Regions from separate parts of the Mus musculus genome. Here region 1 is linked to region 2. Evidence: chromatin contacts called from public promoter capture Hi-C data. All regions are on one chromosome and are shown on one strand. Each heading gives the region's core, a stretch centred on a gene start, on an enhancer-like site or on the middle of the called end of the contact. The rest is flanking DNA. Distances are from core to core; before and after follow the strand shown. Region 1 holds the start of Lrrk1 (leucine-rich repeat kinase 1). Region 2 holds the start of Fan1 (FANCD2/FANCI-associated nuclease 1).

Region 1 (5,400 bases), core at 688-3,187, 2.0 Mb after region 2:
CATCAAGTTGGATGCATAAAGAGAAGTATCTGGGAGGAGTTGGGGCTAGGGAAAAGCATATGAAAAAATATATTGTATACGTAATTTTAAAAAGAAACATTAAAATAAAGAATGAATATATACGATATATCCAGAGCGGAGGGAGGGGCACATGGCAATTTGGACTGTGTAGGAGTTCGTATGTGCATCAGCCCTGTTGTGTCTCAAAAACAGAAGAAGGGAATGGACTGGGCCCACTTGGGGATGGAGCCAACAAGACTACTCTGGGATGATTTCTAGGGTTCTTCTTATTTTTAATATCTCTCTCTCTCTCTCTCCCTCTCTCTCTCTCTCTCTGTTTGTATGTTTGTGTGTGTGTGTGAGTGTGGCGTCCGTATGTGTGTGTTGAGATCATCAGATGACCTGCTGTTGGTCTTTGCTTTGCACCATGTTTGAGACAAGGCTTCTTCTTCATGTTGCCCACACAAAGCTAGCTGACCAGTGAGCTTCCAGGGAATCTCCCATCTTGAAGTGGGGGCATCTGGGATTGCACCTTTGTCTCATCTGGCTTTAAGCGGATTCTGAATCTGAATTCAGATCCTCACACGTGATCAGCAAGTGCTTTGTATACTGAGCCATCTCCTTAGCTGGTTTATTTAGTTAGTTATAATAATTATATCCAAACTATTAAGGAGACTGTTGTAGGTGTGGGGGAAGGAAACGTTTGGCTGACTAGAAAAGCCCCTCTAAGGACAAATTAGGTGTTGGTATGCTATATTCTTCTGGAACATGAGCAAGGACAATGAAAACCAAATCACAGAAAGAATTCAATGCTAAAGTTTTTCAAAGTGTACAAATCGTAGGTCCTTTGATGCTGCTATGTGAGTGTGAGTGACCAACTCATCAAAAATAGGTTATTTGGTGAGAATTTGCTAAGAGAATTTGCCTTTAAGACCCTATCTATCCTGCTCCGGTTTTTGCAGGGATGAGCATCATGTAAGAGAAAAACGTAATGGCCTCAAACTATTAAAAGCCAGACTGAACTGGCTGTCAGCATCCCTAGAGTCTCTCCATTGCTGTCTTTCTTACTGCCCCTCCAGGAATTCTTGTTCTCATCCATTAAGGACTGCCACTGGCTCCAAGCAACAGAGCCCATAGGCAAAGTGATGGGACCACAGGGTGAGAAACATGCCCCACGCGTGGAGCAGGGGAAGACCTCCAGACCATCCAGCACCACCCGGCTGTCCCGCACGCGCGGGAAGAGCCTCGCTGGGCCTTTGCCTCCAGCCACTCGCGCCCACGAACTCCCACGCTTAGACCCCACCCCCACTCCCAAGTTAAAAGTCAGGCTTTTTTTTTTTTTTTTTTTTTTCCAAACGCAAAAGAACTTTGTAGTCTCCCTAGTGTTTCCTACTTTTGTTTCTGAACTCGGCTCCCCGCCCCCGCCCCGCTCCGATCCCAGGCTGGTTTTCGGCTGCCCCAGCTCCCGGGTTCTAGCTCTGCACTCGCTTTAACCCTTCAAGGGGCGAGGGTCGCTGCGCAGCCCAGAGAGGCAGCGAAGAGACCCCGGGCAGCCCGAGTTCCAGACGCCCACCGGAGCTGTGACCTGCGGGTCCCGGACACAGGCCGGGGTCCGGAGCACGCGGTCGCCCGGGGTACGGGGTGCTGAGCTGGGGAGAGGAGCTGTGGGGCGAGGCGAGACGCAGGGCACAAGCAGGCGACGGCGGCTGCACGCGGGGACCCGGGCGCGGGACGGGGTGGTGCGGGCAAAGCTTGGATCTAAGGTGCGGGCTTCGCTCGGGTCCTCGGACAGGGCGCGGGTCGGAGCAGCACTTACCTGCGGCGGCAGGGTCTGGAAGCCGCGGATCGGCGACATCAGAGGGCCGGGGCCTGCCGGTCCTACCGTACTCTGCCCTGCAATGCTCTGGCCGCCGGGGGCCAGACGCACTTCCTCAATCCTGCGGCCGCCTGGCGGGCGGAGAGGGCGGGTGGCGCGGAAGCAGGGCTGTGCCAGAGGGTCGGCCGCCCCGACCTCCCCTGGATGGCCTGCCTCGGTTTCCCTAGCTGCAAGATGTCGGTGACCAAGCTCACTGCTCTTGTGCCTCGGTAGACGCTTGGGTCTTGAAACTTTGTGGACTCCTCTCCAAATTTGAATGCTTTGCTGCCTTCCCTGCGGACAGGCACAGTGACAAGGTTGTGCCTTTCCTACCCTGCTCGAGTAACAGATTAATTTTTATCCTGTTTGCTGGCCATATACTGTGACTGTAAATATTAAGAGAGCGAGAATATTAATGTGTGTGCAGGTCTTTATGGAGCGGTGCAGAAACTACATTTTAAAAGTTGATGTTTTGTAAACTGCGCTTTTTCACCACACGAGTTCGCTAACTTAAATTATGGACGTTTGCAAAGATATTACTAGCTGATGAATATTTTTCGATTTTCGAACTCCGGAGTAGCTGGGATTACAGGAGCATGCCACCCTGACTGGCTGCTTGTGGCGATGAGGTGGAATGTTGTCAGTTGATTCCACTGAAGTTAATAACCAAACGCGGCTATACACTCAGCAGGCAAGCTTCGGATTCCGCTCGTTTTCCCCGAGAAAAGATAATCCTTGGTAGAAAATCAGTACTGGACCGAAGTGCTTCTTACTGGTAAGAATGAATATTCCTGAGACCAAGTGCAAAGAACATTGACAGACCGCCTCACTGGCAGCTCACAGAATTTGAGAAGCCGTGGGCCGCCTGAGATATTTTGGGAACACCTCAAGTGTTTGTTTAGAGTTGGAGTTTGTATCCCTAGTTGGCAAGGCCACAACCTCGCAGCTCTTCTACGTTCGCTCTTCTTTTCCTCCATCGAACACTGTTACAAAAATGTAGGTGGGGTTCTGCAATCCTGTCCTCACCACCGAGGTCCTCAGACCAATTAGCAAGGCCAGCAACATGACTGCTATGGAAAAGTCCCTAATAATTTGCAAGGCATGGCGTCAGCAGTTTGAATGAGCCTGGCTTGGTGGCGCCTTCAGGGCATACATACATCACTGCCACCTAGCGTTACTAAAAGGAAGTCCATGTCTAGAGCCAGGACCAACACACACTAAGAGGACTTGTGTTGCCTATGCTTAAGTGGCAAGAAATTTTCCACTTTAAACAATCTTAGAAATAGGTTAAGAAAAGTGCCCAATTTAAAACAAACAAACGAGCAAACAAAGGTCTGGAATATTCGACACATATATGAGCTTTTTTTGAGATGGCCATATCACAGTATTCAACTGTACCCAGTAGGTGTGTTTTAATCACAAGTTTGCAAAGGAGACAATTACAGAATAGCTAAAATTCCTTCTCACTTCTTTTTCATTCCTGCAGACCCATGTTTTTCTTGGGTTTGCTCACATCCCACCCTGACTTTCAGTCTGAGGTTGGAATTACCCTGTCTACAAAGGGGTCCTCTGATAGACAGTGGTCAGAGGTAGATCAGCCACCCACCTCCCTGAATGAGCATGACACTGCGGAGGCTAACTGTTCCTTTTGTCTTCTGACACTCGATTTTATTCAGCCAAATGCTCACTTTTGTTTGATGTCTCCCCCCCCCACACACACACACAATAATTTAAAGACCCTCTTCCGGTCTCCACCTACAATCACAGTTGGCTACAAGGATTCTAGTAGGCATTAGAAAGTAGGCACCCACCAAGAGCTGAAACTAGAACATCCCATAATGTCTTCTTTGAGAGAATGTGTCCAAGTGCATGCATATAATTGCACCTGCACACACTTATACACACATACTCACACATGTCTCTAGAGTGGTTCTGTTCAGGCAGGCGTGCTCTAATTAATCAGACAATAGGAGGTGTCATTTTAATATCATCCTATGCTCACATTTGGATCAGATATGAAGTGCTCATAAATATAGCAACACAAGCAGAGGGGCTTACTGAGAAAGCTCTGGTGCAACCTCCAGCACCATATTTTAAGGGGGTGATGTTTTCACATGTGTCAGAGGCCTGGTCTTGCAATGCTGAGTTCACAGTTTGATCGTTCCAGGCCTACACAAGGTTTCTGCTGCAACATCAATGTCAGGTCATAACCGGGTAACTGATGTCTCTTGGCAATTAGAAGCCTTAAGAACTTCAGCTAAGTCAAGTCTAGACCCTTAGATCATCATAGACAAAGTCACAAAAGTAGACACATGGCCACTATTTGGGGACAGGATTTTTTTCCCCAAATCCTCATTTTCTGCACTTGCCATTGTTGCCTTGTGATTAAAAGGAACTTAGGCAGCATAGAAGGCACCTTACACTTTGCCTGTGAGCCACGGAGCTCTTCACCATGCAAGACTGTAGAAATGGCCGTTACCATCAAGAAGAGCCCTGTGCGTGCCCGACTGGAGGCGTGTGATTTCATTTTCCCATTGTCTTATCAAAAGCCACATCGCACAGAAGTCTCAGAAAGAGAAGGGCCTGCCACAGAATTCAAATGGGGTTAGTCCTCCAATGAAAAACAATCAATGTTTCTCTGTGTCCAACTTTATTTTTTCATTGCTGAACACACAATCTGAACTTAAGATCAAAATCCCCAATCCAATTGATTTAAAAACCATACCACAGGGGTAAACCTTAAAAGAAGTGAGATCTAACATTATATAGATTTTCATTTCTAAGTACAGTATATTACAGAAGGTTAAATACACTACCTCCGTGTACTTACAGCTATAAAAAGATACATTAATGATACCAATTATAAATAATGTAACATTTCATATTAAAGGCATTATTGTACAATGGAAGAATAGCAACCCTCTAGTGTACTATGGTGAAGGGTAGTGCCTAGAGTTATTGAGATACCCAAAATTCAGTGTCCGAAGCCAAATCCTGACTTAACTAGTTATGGTAGTATAAGTGTTGAGGGAGGAAAGAAGGTGGATGGAATATTGCTTGTCTCCGACAGGGCTGAGAGCCCCGATTCACGCCCCACATTCTCTACCTCACACTGGTTCAGATAGAAGACTTAATTCTCACGCTTGCTCAGCCCAACTTTATCCTCAAATGTAAGCCTCACATCTAATTAGGCAGGTGCATGTTTACTGACAGTGAAAGTTACCCAAACAGCAGTCAACCCAAAGAGTGTGGTTCTACCCTTAAAGCTTTATGGGGATCGTTTTAGTTTTCCAAGTTCAAACATGAAATTGCGCATCATATGCATACATCAAAGAGGAAAGGAAAACATGTTTTAACATGACTGAGGTACCCAGGTCACTTGGTGGTCCCTTGTGGGATCCAGGTGTTACTTGTTAGCCAATCATAAATGAAAGCCCAGACGGGATTTTGAAGACTACAGAACTATGCAGTGGCAGCTATTTCTTGCTGGCATGAACTTCACTAATCTAAAACAGGTAATGGAGCTGGAGAAGAGAAAAAGGAAG
Region 2 (5,386 bases), core at 2,470-4,969:
GGAGACCACTGAGGACTGAACTGTGGCTGCAAGAGGCAGAGGGACAGCCATGAAGGGTCCATAGTGAACCATCGGGGCTCTGGCTTTGTTCAGGCTTAGAGGTAAGTCCCCAGCAGCAGTCAAAGGGAGTGCCATCTGTCAACATGTTAATCTATATGCACTACATCTTCCAAGTCAGGAGAAAGCAAGATCAGCTTCCACCGGGGAATGAAAAGTACTGCGGGCCACTCAAGCTGAGCAGCTGCCACACCTCCCCATGCTTACCCAGCATGTTCCACCTGTATCCCATCCAACCCCACCCTGGCAATCACCCCAACGTCTTTACCTTCTGTTCCCACTATAAACTCTCCCCACTGAAGCCACCTGCTATGATTTGTTTATTTTGTCAAAAGTATCTACCACTTGACCTTGGGTGCCCACCCCTCCTTCTCCCTATGCCCATTTGCATCCCATACAGTACAGGATAACCCACGGTATCACAAGAGAAGGCGGATTCGCTAGGGTTCACACAGCTCTGACTAAACTCTAATGAAATGCTAAGGACAATCCGCATGCAGAGGTGGCATGTGTGCACAGGGTGGGGACAGATGTTTGCTAGAGGAACACTGGTTTCATCCCAGCTGGCTTTATTTTGTCAGAGATGAGGAGTTTGAGTAAGATTCAATCAAGCGCTCGCTGGAAGGTGGGGGCTCAAGAGGAATGGCCTCTTCTGAGGCCCATCCCATCTCCACGTGACTGAACTTACACCAGGAAAGCAATGGCAGTCCACCCTTCATGGCCCTTTCAGCTATCACCCAAGCACCCGAGAGCCTTAAATCACATGATAACCCACTGTCCTAAGTTAACAGCACTTAGATCTTTTTTTTTTAAAAAGTAGTTGCTATTTAGCAGATACTAATCAGGATACCACACCAACATTCCCATAAGTCCACTGAAAGTGAATCTTGGTGTTTTGGTTTGTTTGTTTTTTGTTTGTTTTTGTTTTTGTTTTTTTCAAGAGAGGGTTCCTCTGTGTAGCCCTGGCTGTCCTGAAACTTACTCTATAAACCAGGCTGGCCTTGAATTCAGAGATCCAGCAGCCTCTGCCTTTCAAGTGCTGGGATTAAAGGCGTGCACCATCATTCGGCATGAAAGCCATTCCTTAAATCCCATTTCCTTTTCAGGTCCTCCTTCTAACCGTACCTGTCTGTAGAAAGCCTGAGTCCTTCAATTCTTCAACCACAGGGGTTAAGTCGGAGGCAATCTCTTCATACTCCAGTTTACTCATTTTAATCCAGGTTAATTTACGTTGAAAGAGCCTCACATACAACTTTTGACCACTAGCTGCAACAAAGGCAAGAAAAAAAAAAAAACAGCAAAAAAATTTATTAACTTTCTTCTAAAAAAACATACAGATTCCATTTACTTCTAGATATGAGGCAAATATATATTATTAGAAATATACACATATACACACTAGCCAGCCGGTAGCCCATGTCTTTAAACCCAGCACTTGGGAGGCAGAGGGATCTCTGAGTTTGAGGTCAGGAGGCCAGCCTGGTCTACAGAGTGAGTTCTAGGACAGGCAGGGCTACACAGAGAAACCCTGTCAGAACAAAAGAACGAAAGAACAAAAGAAAAGAAAAGAAAAGAAAAGAAAAGAAAGGGAAAGAAAGGGAAAGAAAGAAAGAAAGAAAGAAAGAAAGAAAGAAAGAAAGAAAGGTAGGTCAAAGAAAGCTACTGCCATAGTAACTGAAGTACTGTTTGCACAGCAGATATCACCAGGCACAAGAACTGGTTTTAAATGGGCCTCTCCTTGACACAGAGAGCCAGCCCGCAGTACTCCCACAGTGACTCCTCGTGGTGGTCATCAGACTACTTACTGGCCCTCCCATGGCACACAAACCAGACGAGGAAGCTCTGAAAGCCAACAGGCCGAAGGTACCTGACAACTGGTAAAACCTGGTGATAATCGCCTTCTCCTGCTCATCGAAGAGCTTCATGTCCTCTTCGTTCCCAAGGAGGGCCTGCAGCACCACCAGGAAGCTCCGCAGGTAGTACGGGTGACTCAGTGCCAGTTGAGCTGTCTCACTGGGGCCACCGCAGCTGGACCCCTGCTCCAGAGGGCAGTGTAAGACACTGCCAGCTTCCCTGACAAGCTCTTGGTTGTTACTCCACGTAGTCATGTCAGACATGTCAACATCGGTAGGACCATTTGATTCTGCCTCCCCAGACACCAGCGTTTTGGCCGCAGCATCGAAAGTCATTTGTACTTCTTTGTGACTGCGCACCTCGAGCGGCTCAGCAAGCCCTACATCTGCCCTTCTGGCACTTTCTTGCTTTACAAGAGTGTCTCCCGGAGAGGATTTCGTGTTACTGACGAGAGTTGAATCTGAGGACAGTAATATGGAAGCATGCTCTGCAGATGCAGGGGTGAGGGCTGGCTCCCCGCAGGAAGCTTTCTGGCTTTCATCTCCCGTTATTTTATTGTTCTTTACCTTCTGTTCTGAAGCATTCTCTTCTTTTAGAGGTGCACATGAATAAATGTTTTCCTTTTGGGAACTGTTCAAAACCTCATCTTTGTCTTCCATCTCTGGACAGTTATCAGTCAGGCTGGTGCCAGGTGTGGACGGAGAAGTCTGTGGGCACTGACTGGCTAGTCCCTCATTCTTAGCGAGTGATTTTTTAGCGTTTAAGTATCGTCTGGACAATTTCGATGTCAGACTTCCCAAAGGCATAATTTCTACACTCTGATTTGGAAGCTCATTTTGATCTTTGGACACTAAGGCATCTTTAAAGTAGGGACTGGTCTGCTGTTGTATGCCCAGTTTTGAACCACATTGGACAGAAATTAAACTTCTCTTTGGTGGTGATAATTTCTGAGGTGTCACATTCTCTAAAGGACCACTGGGTAAATCTGATGTAGGCACAGTTGGACTCATTAATCCAGCCTGAGCAGGCTCTACTTGAACGTCATCACCAACACCGTTGTTAGCACAAGACTCATCAAGGTGCCGAATGAGGTCATACCTGGGCACCATTTTATGACAAGTTGAACATGCAAGTTTAGCAGGTGGTGCACTGTTAAAATACGAAGTAATCGAATGACACTGGCTTTTTGCAGTTTTGCTGGTAGATAAGCTTCTACGGGGTCTTTTTTGATCAGGTGATTTCCTTTGTGACGGCATGACTATTAGAGAAAGTGGGCGACCCAAGAAGAAAATCAGGTCATCTCAGGTAAGGACCGAAATGTTTTACTTTCATTCACTTGGCTTGAATTAGTAAAAACAACAACAAAAAAAAAGGGTCCCTGCTACCTCCTCATCAGTTAATACAGCGGCCACCCCAGGTGAAGGACCCTAAAGGGTTACTTTTACTCTCGCCGTGAACTAATACAAAGTGAAATAGCATTTGATGTCGTTATTCGTTCAACTTCTTCCTACAAAATAAAATACATGAGTTAAAAATATTTTTATACATTTACGGGGTCGGCCGACAACTGAAACGTAGAATGGCAACTTCTGGAACGAGAACCCTGAAGTGGATACAGATCGGAGCGGACCTGCAGCTCCGCGCATGCTCTGTGTCCCTCGCTTCGGAAGGACCAAGCTGCACTTACTTTCAGGGCCTTTCTAAGAACCGTTTGTCTTAAAAAGAGGACGCTGACTCGCTCAGACTCCCCTGAACTCACTGCAGCGGAACAGGCTGAGTCGCTCTCAAAGGGCCACAAGGCGGGCAGTCGCTCTGCGCAGCCCGGACCAGCCAGAGCAAGGCGCTACAGGCATCCCCAGCCGATCCCCGCGTCTTCGCTCCAAGGCTCAGCTAGTGGAGGACAGAGTGATCGAGCAGAAGGCGGACCAAAAGAGAAATGGAGTGTGTAGACTGAGGAAACTGTGACATGATTGTACTCTACTACCTCAAGAGCTTTACACTAAGGTAGCAGAACATTAACCGTTGTGGTGGTAATCCCTTTTTGTTTTGTTTTTTGAGTAAAGGTTTCTCTGTAGACCTACAGACTCACTCTGTAGACCAGGATCACCTCTAACTCAGAGATCATCCTGCCTGTGCCTCCAGAGTCCTGGGATTAAAGCCATGCCGTCATCTCACCCAGCATTCCTAACACAACTAAAAATTAATGAAACGCTATGATACGCTAATCATGATAAATATTTTATGATTAGTTTGACTTGACATGAAAGAAGGACCAGAGAAAGTTAGATGAACAGAGAGAAAATAAATAGAAAAACCAAATAAATCAGGTCAATAATGACAGGAAATGGTCATGATTAATATACTTTAAAGGTAAAACTAGTCCGATTAGACTTAAAATGTAGTTCCTAACTATGTGCACATACAAGAGCCTGGTATAGCAAATTGTTAAAATTTCCACAAAAATACAAACTATGTAATAGTTAAATCACTGCTAAAACTAACACCTTAAAGTGTGGGGAGATGAGATAATTACTCAAAAGTATTTATTCAGAGGAAAAAGATAAATCCTATTTTGAATAAAATTTAGGATGTTTTTGGGCGTGGTGATACACACCTTTAATGCCAGCACTTGGGAGGCAGGAGCAGGCGGATCTGAGATGGAGGGCAGCCTGGTCTACAAGGCTTCTTGTGGCTGCATAGTGTGACTCTGTCTCAGAAACAAACACCAACTTGGGGAGATTTTTAAATGTCCTATTAGTGGGGCCATAGTCAGAGAATGGCCCCCAAACTCATGTGTTAAAATATAATGGCTGGGACTGAAGAGATGGCTCAGCGGTTAAGAGCACTGACTGCTCTTCTGAAGGTCCTGAGTTCAAATCCCAGCAACCACATGGTGGCTCACAACCATCTGTTAGGAGATCTGACGCCCTCTTCTGGGGGTGTCTGCAGACAGCTACAGTGTACTTACATGTAACAGTAAATACATCTTTGGGCCGGAGCAAATGGGACTGAAGAAAGAAGAAAACGTAATGGACAAAGGGGAAAATGTTGGCGTATTTGTTGTATTACATCATTAGGTTCTCATATCTTTACCTCAGTTCCATCTCTTATTCCACCCTTCTCCCTTCCACCTCCCTAACGCTAGGTAGGAAAGAATATTAGAGGGGAAAGGAGGCATAGACTTCTATAGGCTACTTTCTGTTGCTGAGGGTCGTCCATCCTTCTTCATCAGAGTATCCAGCAGTCCAGCAAACCAGCAATTCAGCAATAGCAGATGCAACAGCAGCAGAGGCAGGAGCATGGGGAGCAGCAGCTACCACAGGCTCTCTCCGGGCTCTGGCATTTAGACCCTCTCCAGAGTCCCAGAAGTAAACTATCTGCAACTGGTAAAATCCCCCTAACCCCAACAGAAGACAGTAATATTTCACAGCTGTATATAATCTGAAGCAGCCCCGTATCCCACACCTGGGATTAA

What was found. Promoter capture Hi-C pulls out the DNA fragments that hold promoters and counts their contacts.
Region 1: a contact with region 2 is called in a promoter capture Hi-C map of pre-B cells, with 4 times the contacts expected there. The contact joins the promoter of Lrrk1 here to the promoter of Fan1 in region 2.

The regions. Positions count from the first base shown.
Region 1 is chr7:66,386,404-66,391,803 of GRCm38.p6, forward strand. It overlaps Lrrk1 (leucine-rich repeat kinase 1), which reads right to left and starts at 1,938. Exons shown (of 34, transcript NM_146191.3): 1 at 1,817-1,938. It overlaps Aldh1a3 (aldehyde dehydrogenase family 1, subfamily A3), which reads right to left. Exons shown (of 13, transcript NM_053080.3): 13 at 4,489-5,400.
Region 2 is chr7:64,370,337-64,375,722 of GRCm38.p6, forward strand. Fan1 (FANCD2/FANCI-associated nuclease 1) reads right to left here and starts at 3,720. Exons shown (of 14, transcript NM_177893.4): 1 at 3,599-3,720; 2 at 1,925-3,418; 3 at 1,183-1,323. The coding sequence starts at 3,167.